Linked DNA regions of Sus scrofa: all the other regions are linked to region 3. The links are chromatin contacts, called in public targeted proximity ligation maps. All regions are on one chromosome and are shown on one strand. The core of a region is the stretch at or near the end of the contact, and the rest is flanking DNA. Distances in the headings are between cores, read along the strand shown.

Evidence for each region.
Region 1: a contact with region 3 is called in a targeted proximity ligation map of alveolar macrophages. A contact is called at or near these places in 5 of 47 Hi-C or Micro-C datasets (alveolar macrophages, embryonic fibroblasts, heart right ventricle and 1 more) and 2 of 2 datasets of targeted methods (alveolar macrophages and skeletal muscle).
Region 2: a contact with region 3 is called in a targeted proximity ligation map of skeletal muscle. A contact is called at or near these places in 10 of 47 Hi-C or Micro-C datasets (adipose tissue, embryonic fibroblasts, fetal heart ventricle and 6 more) and 2 of 2 datasets of targeted methods (alveolar macrophages and skeletal muscle).

Annotation. Positions count from the first base shown.
Region 1 is chr3:117,834,216-117,837,015 of Sscrofa11.1, forward strand. It overlaps LOC100523732 (b(0,+)-type amino acid transporter 1-like), which reads right to left and starts at 1,328. Exons shown (of 8, transcript XM_013996317.2): 1 at 915-1,328.
Region 2 is chr3:117,736,312-117,739,112 of Sscrofa11.1, forward strand. No RefSeq gene overlaps it. Among named protein-coding and RNA genes, the nearest start is that of RHOB, 38 kb to the right of the region's middle.
Region 3 is chr3:117,774,017-117,776,984 of Sscrofa11.1, forward strand. RHOB (ras homolog family member B) reads right to left here and starts at 1,444. Exons shown (of 1, transcript NM_001123189.1): 1 at 854-1,444. The coding sequence starts at 1,444. The coding sequence ends at 854.

The DNA of each region.
Region 1 (2,800 bases), core at 78-2,577, 60 kb after region 3:
AATGGAGCCCTTAACTTGTGGGGTCTGTGCCAACTCTGGGCAGCCAATATCCGAATCAAGTTAAATTGGGAGTTCCTGTCATGGCTCAGTGGTAACGAATCTGACTAGCATCCAGGAGGACACAGGTTCAATCCCTGGCCTTGCTCAGTGGGTTAAGGATCCGGTGCTGCCATGAGCTCTGGTATAGGTCACAGATGTGGCTCGGATCCCAAGCTGCTGTGGCTGTGGTGTAGGCTGGCAGCGACAGCTCCAATTTGACCCCTACCCTAGGAATGTCCATATGCCACAGGTGCGGCCCTAAAAAGTGAAAAGAAAAAAAAAAAGAAGAATCAAGAACACCCAGCTGGTGTCCACCGAAAACTGGAGAATTGCTTGGTGTTGAAAATCCCTCACATTTGGTGTCAGAAGTAGTGTGGGTAGTAGCAAAGGAAACAGGAGTTTTCTTTTAGCATAAATAATGGAAATAAATAGAAACTTCATTTTCAGCCAAACTAGGAGACAAACAATCCACAACACAAAAAGAAAAAATTATAAATGCTGCCAAAAGCTGCTGGATTTACTTCATTATCTTTATGAAGGTGACATGTTGCAAAGGCCCCTACAGTAGAAGAGGGATGTGAAATGCAAAACAACCCAAAGGGAACAGAGCCCAGAAATCCCAGCCTGAAGACTTCCTTTAGGTAAGAGGCTCCACTTAAGGTGATAAATCATTATATCCCTTTGATAGTTAAGGACAGATAGAGACCTCTTTGGGGAAGTGAAACAACCTAGTCACCACCAACACAAGAAAAACATTAGCAAAACTGTGTCCCCTGAAGCAAATCCCAACAACTAGGTCAACTAGGGAAGTTCAAAGGCAACCAGCATTCATTCAAAGAAACAATAATAAGGCAGGGAGTTGCTGCAAGACTTACCAGCTATGAAGAATCACCGATCAAGTTGCCAAGAGATAGGTGAAAATTCTAACCAAATATTTGACCATTACTTTCAAAGACTTAAGGAAGAAATAGTGTCAATAAGGAAGAATAAATAAAAGAAATATGTCAACCTAGAAAAGAAATGGTGAGAAGACAAGGGAAAACTTGATTTTGCACATTTTCGAAACTCAGAAAAGAGGTACAAGAAAAAAAAGAAACATCGCAGAACTCAAAACCAGATCAGAAGGGTAGAGGGGATATAAAGACCCAGTAAAAGTGCTGGAGGATAGAAATGAAACATGTGCAGAAAATGAAACAGACAAGTTCTCTGGTGGTTACAGATTCAGTGTTGTCACTGCTGTCGCTCAGGTTCCAGCCCTTAGCCCAGGAACTTCCTCATGCTGCGGCACAAGCAAAAAAAGTTTTTTAAACACACACACATGCACAAACAGAAATAAATAAAATGAAACAAAAATAGTTTCAAAATAAATAATAAAGACATTGAAACCTGGGAAAGACAGACAGACACTGGAGATGCAACAAGCATAGAAGCGGAGTCCAAAAGAGGGAAAACGAAACCATGGAACTAGACAAATCCTGCAGGAACAGGTTCCTGAATTAAAAGGCAGAAGTTCCCATCATGGCTCAGCTGGTTAAGAACCGACTAGTATCCATGAGCATGTGGCTTTGATCCTTGGCCTCACTCAGTGGGTAAAGGATCCAGCATTGCTGTGAGCTGTGGTGTGAGTCGCAGATGCAGCTCGGATCTGGCATTGCTGTGGCTGTGGGGTAAGACGGCAGCTGTAGCTCCGATGCAACCCCCTAGCCTGGGAACTTCCATATACTGTAGGTGCAACCCTAAAAAAAAAAAAAATGACAAAATTAAAAATAAAATAAAATAAGTAAAAGGCTACTTGACACCCTGTGCACCAGAGGAAGTGGACCCAAAATGGTCAGTAACTGCTGAGACATATTAGATGTTAGAAAAATAAGAAACAATCTCTCTTCCTCTTTCTCTTCCTCTTTATTCCCCTTTCACCTCTAAACAATTCAGACCAAAAGTCATTTGATGGCAGCAAGTAAAACAAGCTGGAGGGAGGGAAGGAAAGGGAAAGGGCTGAGGCAGTAGCAGTGTTGGAGCCTGAACAGAGTAAGGAGGACATCTGGGTAGAAGAATGAAAGAGACTGATTATACCCCCCCCCCAAATCCATAGGCTGAAATCCCAACCCCCGGTGTGATGGTATGAGGAGGTGGGGCCTTCGGGAGGCGAGTAGGTCCTGAGGATGAAGTCTTCATGAATGGGATTAGTGCCCCAGTACTTAAAAAGGGACCCCCGAGAGCCCCCTCTCTCTCTTTCCACAAGTAAGGACACAGGGAGGTGTCAGCCGTCTGCAACCTGGAGGAGGGTCCTCATGAGAACCAAACCACGCCAGTATCAAGATCTCGGACCCCAGTTTTCGGAACAGTGAGTCTACACCACCCAGACTATGGTGCCTTAGTTATAGGAGCCTGACCTAAGACAAAGAGTCATCTGTCCTTGGGAGGTTGGAGCCTCCGGGAGGGTGCCATGTGGGTAACAGCTGGCCTGTGAAGGTGAGTGTCCGTGTTGGAGCCTGAGTGGGTGAGGAGAGTTCAAGCAGTGTGAGAATGGCCTCAGCTCAGAGTCTGAGGCAGCCCGGCGTGACGTGTTGTCCCGGGACCAGGGCCCGGGGCCATGAGGAGCAGCCAGGGTAAAAGGGTCCTGCACACTCAGCAAAGCTCAGAGACAGCAGGTTCCCAAGACCAATGGGTAGGTGACAAAAAAGACAGACAAGAAGCCATGGGTGGGTAAGATACAAATGCAGAACACTCCCACCCTCCCCTGCCACCCCTGACTCAGGAA
Region 2 (2,801 bases), core at 245-2,744, 38 kb before region 3:
TTTGACATCACACACTTTTGGAGCGTCTGTGGCATTTTTGGCCAAGAAAGGAGGGACACATTTACCTAGAGTGTGACCTCTCAATACCATTTCCCACCAAAAGGAACCAGGGCCACTTGGAGAAATGGCTGATTCCAGATTCAAAGCGGGAAATGCACAGACCCTAAAGCTTCTCGCCAGACCAAAGCCGAAACGACTGAGATTGGCTCAGAAAAATTCAAGAGTTAACTTGAATAAGCTCGCACCAGCTTAAGAATGGGACGATCGGGGCATAGTTAGGAAAATAACCACAACAGGTGAAGCACACCAAATGCTGCCATGGCTAGTGGCCTGATTAAGGATCGCTGGGGGAGTCTTGGGACACCAGGAGCAGTGGCTGAGGGCCAGGACCCCCATCACTGCCCAGAAATGAGTCACTCAGATGGAGGCTCCGTCATCCTTAATCTTCATGGCATCCAGCAGGAAGAATCCTCACCTTTCCTAAAGGACATTTCCATTAGCCCCTTTCTAAGAGAACCCTTGTCAGGTCCTCCATGAGCTCTGAGGGTCCACTGAGCTCCTAGAAGGGGAGAAGACGGCTTAAGCATATTGTTGTATCAGGGCTAAGGACAGAGGGGAACAGAACATCCTAAGTCCTACACGCCCTGCCCAAGCCCTGGATCTTCCTGTGGTCTCCATCCCCACCACCCCCTTCCTTGTCCACCTGGACCACTGGACAGCCTCTGGGGTGTCTGCTCCATCCAGCTTCCCTCCACCCTGCAGGCAGACCTGCCTCCTGAACCTGCCCTTACCCAGCTCAAAGCCTTTCAATGTTTGCTCCGCGCTCACCCCATTGCAGCAGCACCTGCTTTAGGAAAGATGTAGTCTTAAATTACAAATGCATCCAAACAATGAACGTGTCCTCCTTTCAGTCCCCAAAACACCAGGCACAGTGCCACCTCTGCCACCCCATCGTCCTTCTCCTTCTAAGACACGCCTACTCCTCTCCCCACCCCCAGCACCTGCTCAAACCTCATTGCGGTGGGGGGCGGGGGGAAGGCTGAGTGTCCTGTGCTGCCAGTCGGAGGCAGCAATGTGGCCAGGGACCAGGAGGTTGTCCGCCAGGCGTAGGGAGGGAGAGGCCAGGCTCAGACCCATTCTGGGCTCTGCAGCTGCTGTCATTCGCAGCTGTGCCTGCCGCCTGGCTAAGGAATGTCCCCAGAACCCTCCCTTCTCCCACTACCCCACAAATGGAGCGCTCCTATGAGCGCTCCCCACCTCTCCCAAAACCTGCCCTGCCCTTTTGTACCCCATCTATCCCCCAAACCTTGCTCCAAGGAGTAGGGGGTCTGAAAGCTCCTACAGCTCCAGAAGGCCAAGACAAACAGTCCCGCTGCAGAAAACAGCACTCTGTGTGCAGAAATTGACAGACGCCGTTATCACATTTCAGAGCAGTTTGATGCTTGCCGAAGTGTGAGCTCCTGTCACTGGAGGAGGGACGCGTTTGTGCCAAGCGTTTGATGAGTTTCCAAGGAAGCCACCAAATGCACAAAGCTGCCTGGTAGCAGCCTACTTCTGAATCAGGCATCGCGTGAGGCTTCCTTGCACTTCTGGGAGACCCTAAAGCAGTGCTTGGAGCCCCGGCCCTGCTCTGTGTCCCGGTGGGAGACCAGCACCAGAGCACATGGGGAAGCAGCCGGCTCGGTCTGTCCCTTTTGCCAGGACATGAGTGCAGCTGGACTGACACTTCTGCTACATTTCCTTGGAATCGCTTTTAGCTCTTCACGCTAATGAAGTAGAAAGAGAATGGGAAGTGAGGGAGAGAGAAGGGTTCTGTGCAGTCTGTCCCCCGAACACCACCCCCCCCACGCCGCCACCCGCCCCCCCACACCCAAATCTAGCACAGACTCACTCATCCTGGAGCTGCAGCCGCTCCCCGTGCCGGTAGCACGTGGCATGTTGCCACGGGCATCAGCTGGACAGTAAAGGGCCACCACAGTGAGTCACCAGGCAACAACTAGCCCCTCAACCACAGATAACTAGCGATCAGGAATTACCCGTTGTTCTTGCTCCGGCAGATCCCAAATGGCTCCTTGGGACTCTCAGGACTCTTCCCTAGAAACCGAAACTGCATATTGAGGGCATTAGAGTCTCAGAGCCTGTCTGTTAATATAGCTCAGTGTTAAAGGGCACCAACTCCAGAGTCAAATTCTACCTGTTACATTTATGTGCTGTGTGACCTCAGGCAAACGACTTAACGTCTCTGTGCTAAGTGTCCTCATCTGTAAAATGAAGCGACTAATAATACTTACTTCTTACAGTTGTCTCAGAACAATTAATATGTTATTGTACTTAAAGTACCGACCTCAAGCGTGTTTACTAGCTTTGTGGGGTAGTCAGTGTAACAGAAAGCAAGAGCACGGGCCCTGAGATTACTGGAGTTTGGATCCTGGCTCTGCCCCTTCCCAGCTGTGTGACTTCGGGCCAGATATTAAATGCCTTGTGTGTCAGGTTTCTCATCTGTAAAAGGGAGATAATACCAGCTAACACAGTAAGGGATTCGATGGATTGTGTTTGCAAAATGCTTAGAACAATGCCCAACGCTATCTTCCCTATTAGTTAATATTGGTTATTATTATCATCACTATCATTTCTCAGCTCTGATTATGGTCATGGCTACATATTGAAACAACCACGGGTCCGCAGTTCCCCAGCATCCAGAACTTAGGACTCAGAAGTTGATGATCGCCTTCGGCCTTGGGCTCAGGGACAAGGCAACACCCTGCTTGGCTGGAGGAGCTGAAGCTGCCATTAGAGCAGCA
Region 3 (2,968 bases), core at 194-2,693:
TGAACAAATTTCACTTGTAGGACAGGCACAAAGTTCGCTTATGGCAAAAAAACAACCTGCAGCACACTTTCCCTCCTCCTGCCTGTGGCTGATGAGGGGTTCTCCCTGGCTGGCCCGCAGGAGACATGAGTCTGGAAGCTGTGTCCTCTCAGCCCCAAGTCAGTTAGTTGCAAATGTCTTTCCCAGGAGTTGGAAAGATGGCCAAGTCTTGTTCGTGCCTGGATGGACGCCTGACCCAGGCTGGGCCGGAGCTGTTCTCAAGTCCTGTCACTCCACCCACCGCCACCATTAAATAACACCATCCTACCTCCGAAAATAAAATTATATCTATATTTATATAACACCCCATCCACCCCAGCCCTCCCCTCCCGCAGTTCCCGTGGTCTATGTTACAGACAGGGGCATAGCAGGCGCTCGCTGGTTATGGGAGAACATCTGATGATGGGGCGCGGCCGCACCCCGGGGCCAAGCTCGCCTCGGGGTAGCAGAGGCGGGCGTGGGGCAAAAACGGGGCGGGGGGAGTTGAACATACACACAGCCACACCCTCCGAAGAGGCTTGGCTCTTCAGAACAGGGTCTTCGGGGATCCCTTGGCACTCAGCGGGGCGCCCAGGCCTGTGCAACACAGCGGGACGCACACAGACACTTGGAAAGGGGGCGCCCGGTGCCTACCGCGCCGATTCCCGGCGCCAGAGCCACAGCCGCCAGGCCACGGCTGCGGGTCCGGAGGGCAGACGCCAGGCCGTCCGGTGGGGTCCGTGGGGGGGGCGCGGGTCTCCCTTCTCCGGCCTCGTGGGGGACCGGCCGGGGTGGGGGAGCCGTGCCCGCAGGGGCAGGCAGGCGGGCGCGGCCCTCATAGCACCTTGCAGCAGTTGATGCAGCCGTTCTGGGAGCCGTAGCGTTTCTGCAGCGCGGCTCGCGTGGCCGTCTCGAAGACCTCGCGCACGCCCTCCTTGGTCTTGGCAGAGCACTCGAGGTAGTCGTAGGCTTGGATGCGCACGGCCATGGCGCGGCCGTCATCCGTGCGCACGGGTTCCTGCTTCATGCGGGCCAGCTCAGTGCGGACGTGCTCGTCGCTGCGCAGGTCTTTCTTGTTGGCCACCAGGATGATGGGCACGTTGGGGCAGAAGTGCTTCACCTCGGGCACCCACTTCTCGGGGATGTTCTCCAGGGAATCCGGGCTGTCCACCGAGAAGCACATAAGGATCACGTCGGTGTCCGGGTAGGAGAGCGGCCGCAGGCGATCGTAGTCCTCCTGGCCCGCTGTGTCCCACAGCGCCAGCTCCACCTGCTTGCCGTCCACTTCGATGTCGGCCACATAGTTCTCAAAGACTGTGGGCACGTACACCTCAGGGAACTCGTCCTTACTGAACACGATCAGCAGGCACGTCTTGCCGCACGCGCCGTCGCCCACCACCACCAGCTTCTTGCGGATGGCCGCCATGAGCGGGCCGGGCCCGGGCAGCAAGAGGGGGCCCGCGAACGCCTCGCTGCCGTCCCGCTGGCCGCTCACTGCTCACCTCGGGCTGCGCGCTAGGGGCAAGGGTCGCTAGCTGCACCCAGGCCCCGGGGTGGCGCGTTCTCTCGCTGTGCTCAGGAAGCCGCGGCGTGGGCGGTAGGGGCGCGGGAGCATAGGGCGCACCGTACGTCTCCGCGCTGCTCCGGAGCGGTGGCGGCCCTCCTCGCCCCGGATCCGGGGTTGGCGCCTTTGTGCGCAAACGGTGACTAGAGTAGCAGACCCGGCCTAGCTTCCTCCCGGGTCGCTCTAGGCCTCAGCAAAGGTACAGGAAAACGAACGAAAGCAGGCAGACTGCGGTGGCAGATGCAGGCTGCGGCCCTAGCGCCCGCTATTTAAAGAGTTCGGCGACTTTCTTAATATAGCCGCCCAATGGCAAGCGAGCCGACTGAGCTCATCGCTGCGGAGCTTGGCTCTGATTGGCCGTCCGCTGCAGCCCAGGGGCGGGGCCGGGCGAGCTTGATTGACGGCCCAGGCCGCGGGGCTGGGAGAGGCGGCGACCGGGGAGCGTGCGCCGCGGCTGGCGCTGCGGGGCTCCGGCGACACCAGGGTTCCCTCCTTCGCCGCAGCTTCTGCGCGTGGGGCGGGAGGCCAAGAGCTAGCTACCAGGAGCCCGCAGGGCCTGGACGAGAGGTTCAGAAAGAAGCCGCACTTTGTGGGGCGTTAACGACTCCCTCCCACTCAAAATTGCCGCGCTGGCTTCGCAAACTCCCAGCGGGTGGTCGGACCTGTGGGGGACCGAGCGGTTCCTTTAACTTGGTTTTGTTTTTAAGTGAACGCGCGCGCACACACACATTCGTTTGTTCCCAAGCAAGGTCTTTTCCCTTTTCTTTCAGAAGCGGGCCCACCCCTGGTCGAGTCTGCCATCCCTGTCCTTCCACCAGGGTACCCGCCTAGAGCAGCCCGGGGTTTGGATCTTAGAGATGGTGGCTGTAAATTAGGTGACCCTGGGCCGAGCTTCTGGCTCCTCCAAGTCCTATCGCCTACCCCCTTCTCGGCACCCAGCCTAGGTCTTTAGGTAAAGATTCGGAGAAGGAGGGACGGTGAAAAGGGAAGGTCGAGGTTGGTTGCAGAACTTGAGGTCCGCTGGGAAGAAGTTACCAAGCAGAAAAAGGCAGCCTCAGCCCTGGATTTCAAGATTAATTCGGATCCTGGTCATAAGGCAGAGAACTGCCTGAGGTAAACAGTACAATAAAATCCAAATCCCCACCCCCACCCCACTGGGCTAGAAGAGGCTGAGGTCCCCCTGGGGAGTAGCAGGAGAAACTTGAAGGCTGGGACATAGCAAATCAGTGTCTAGTGGGGTGCTAGCTCCTAGTCTCCTGCTATCCACCAGGACTTAATCCATCTCTTCCTTGTATCCTGTAGGAGATGGCACCTGTGTCTGATCTAGAAGCTTCTGAGTGGATGGGTCCCAATGGACAGAAGGGGTGAGAAGAAGGATGGAGGTAG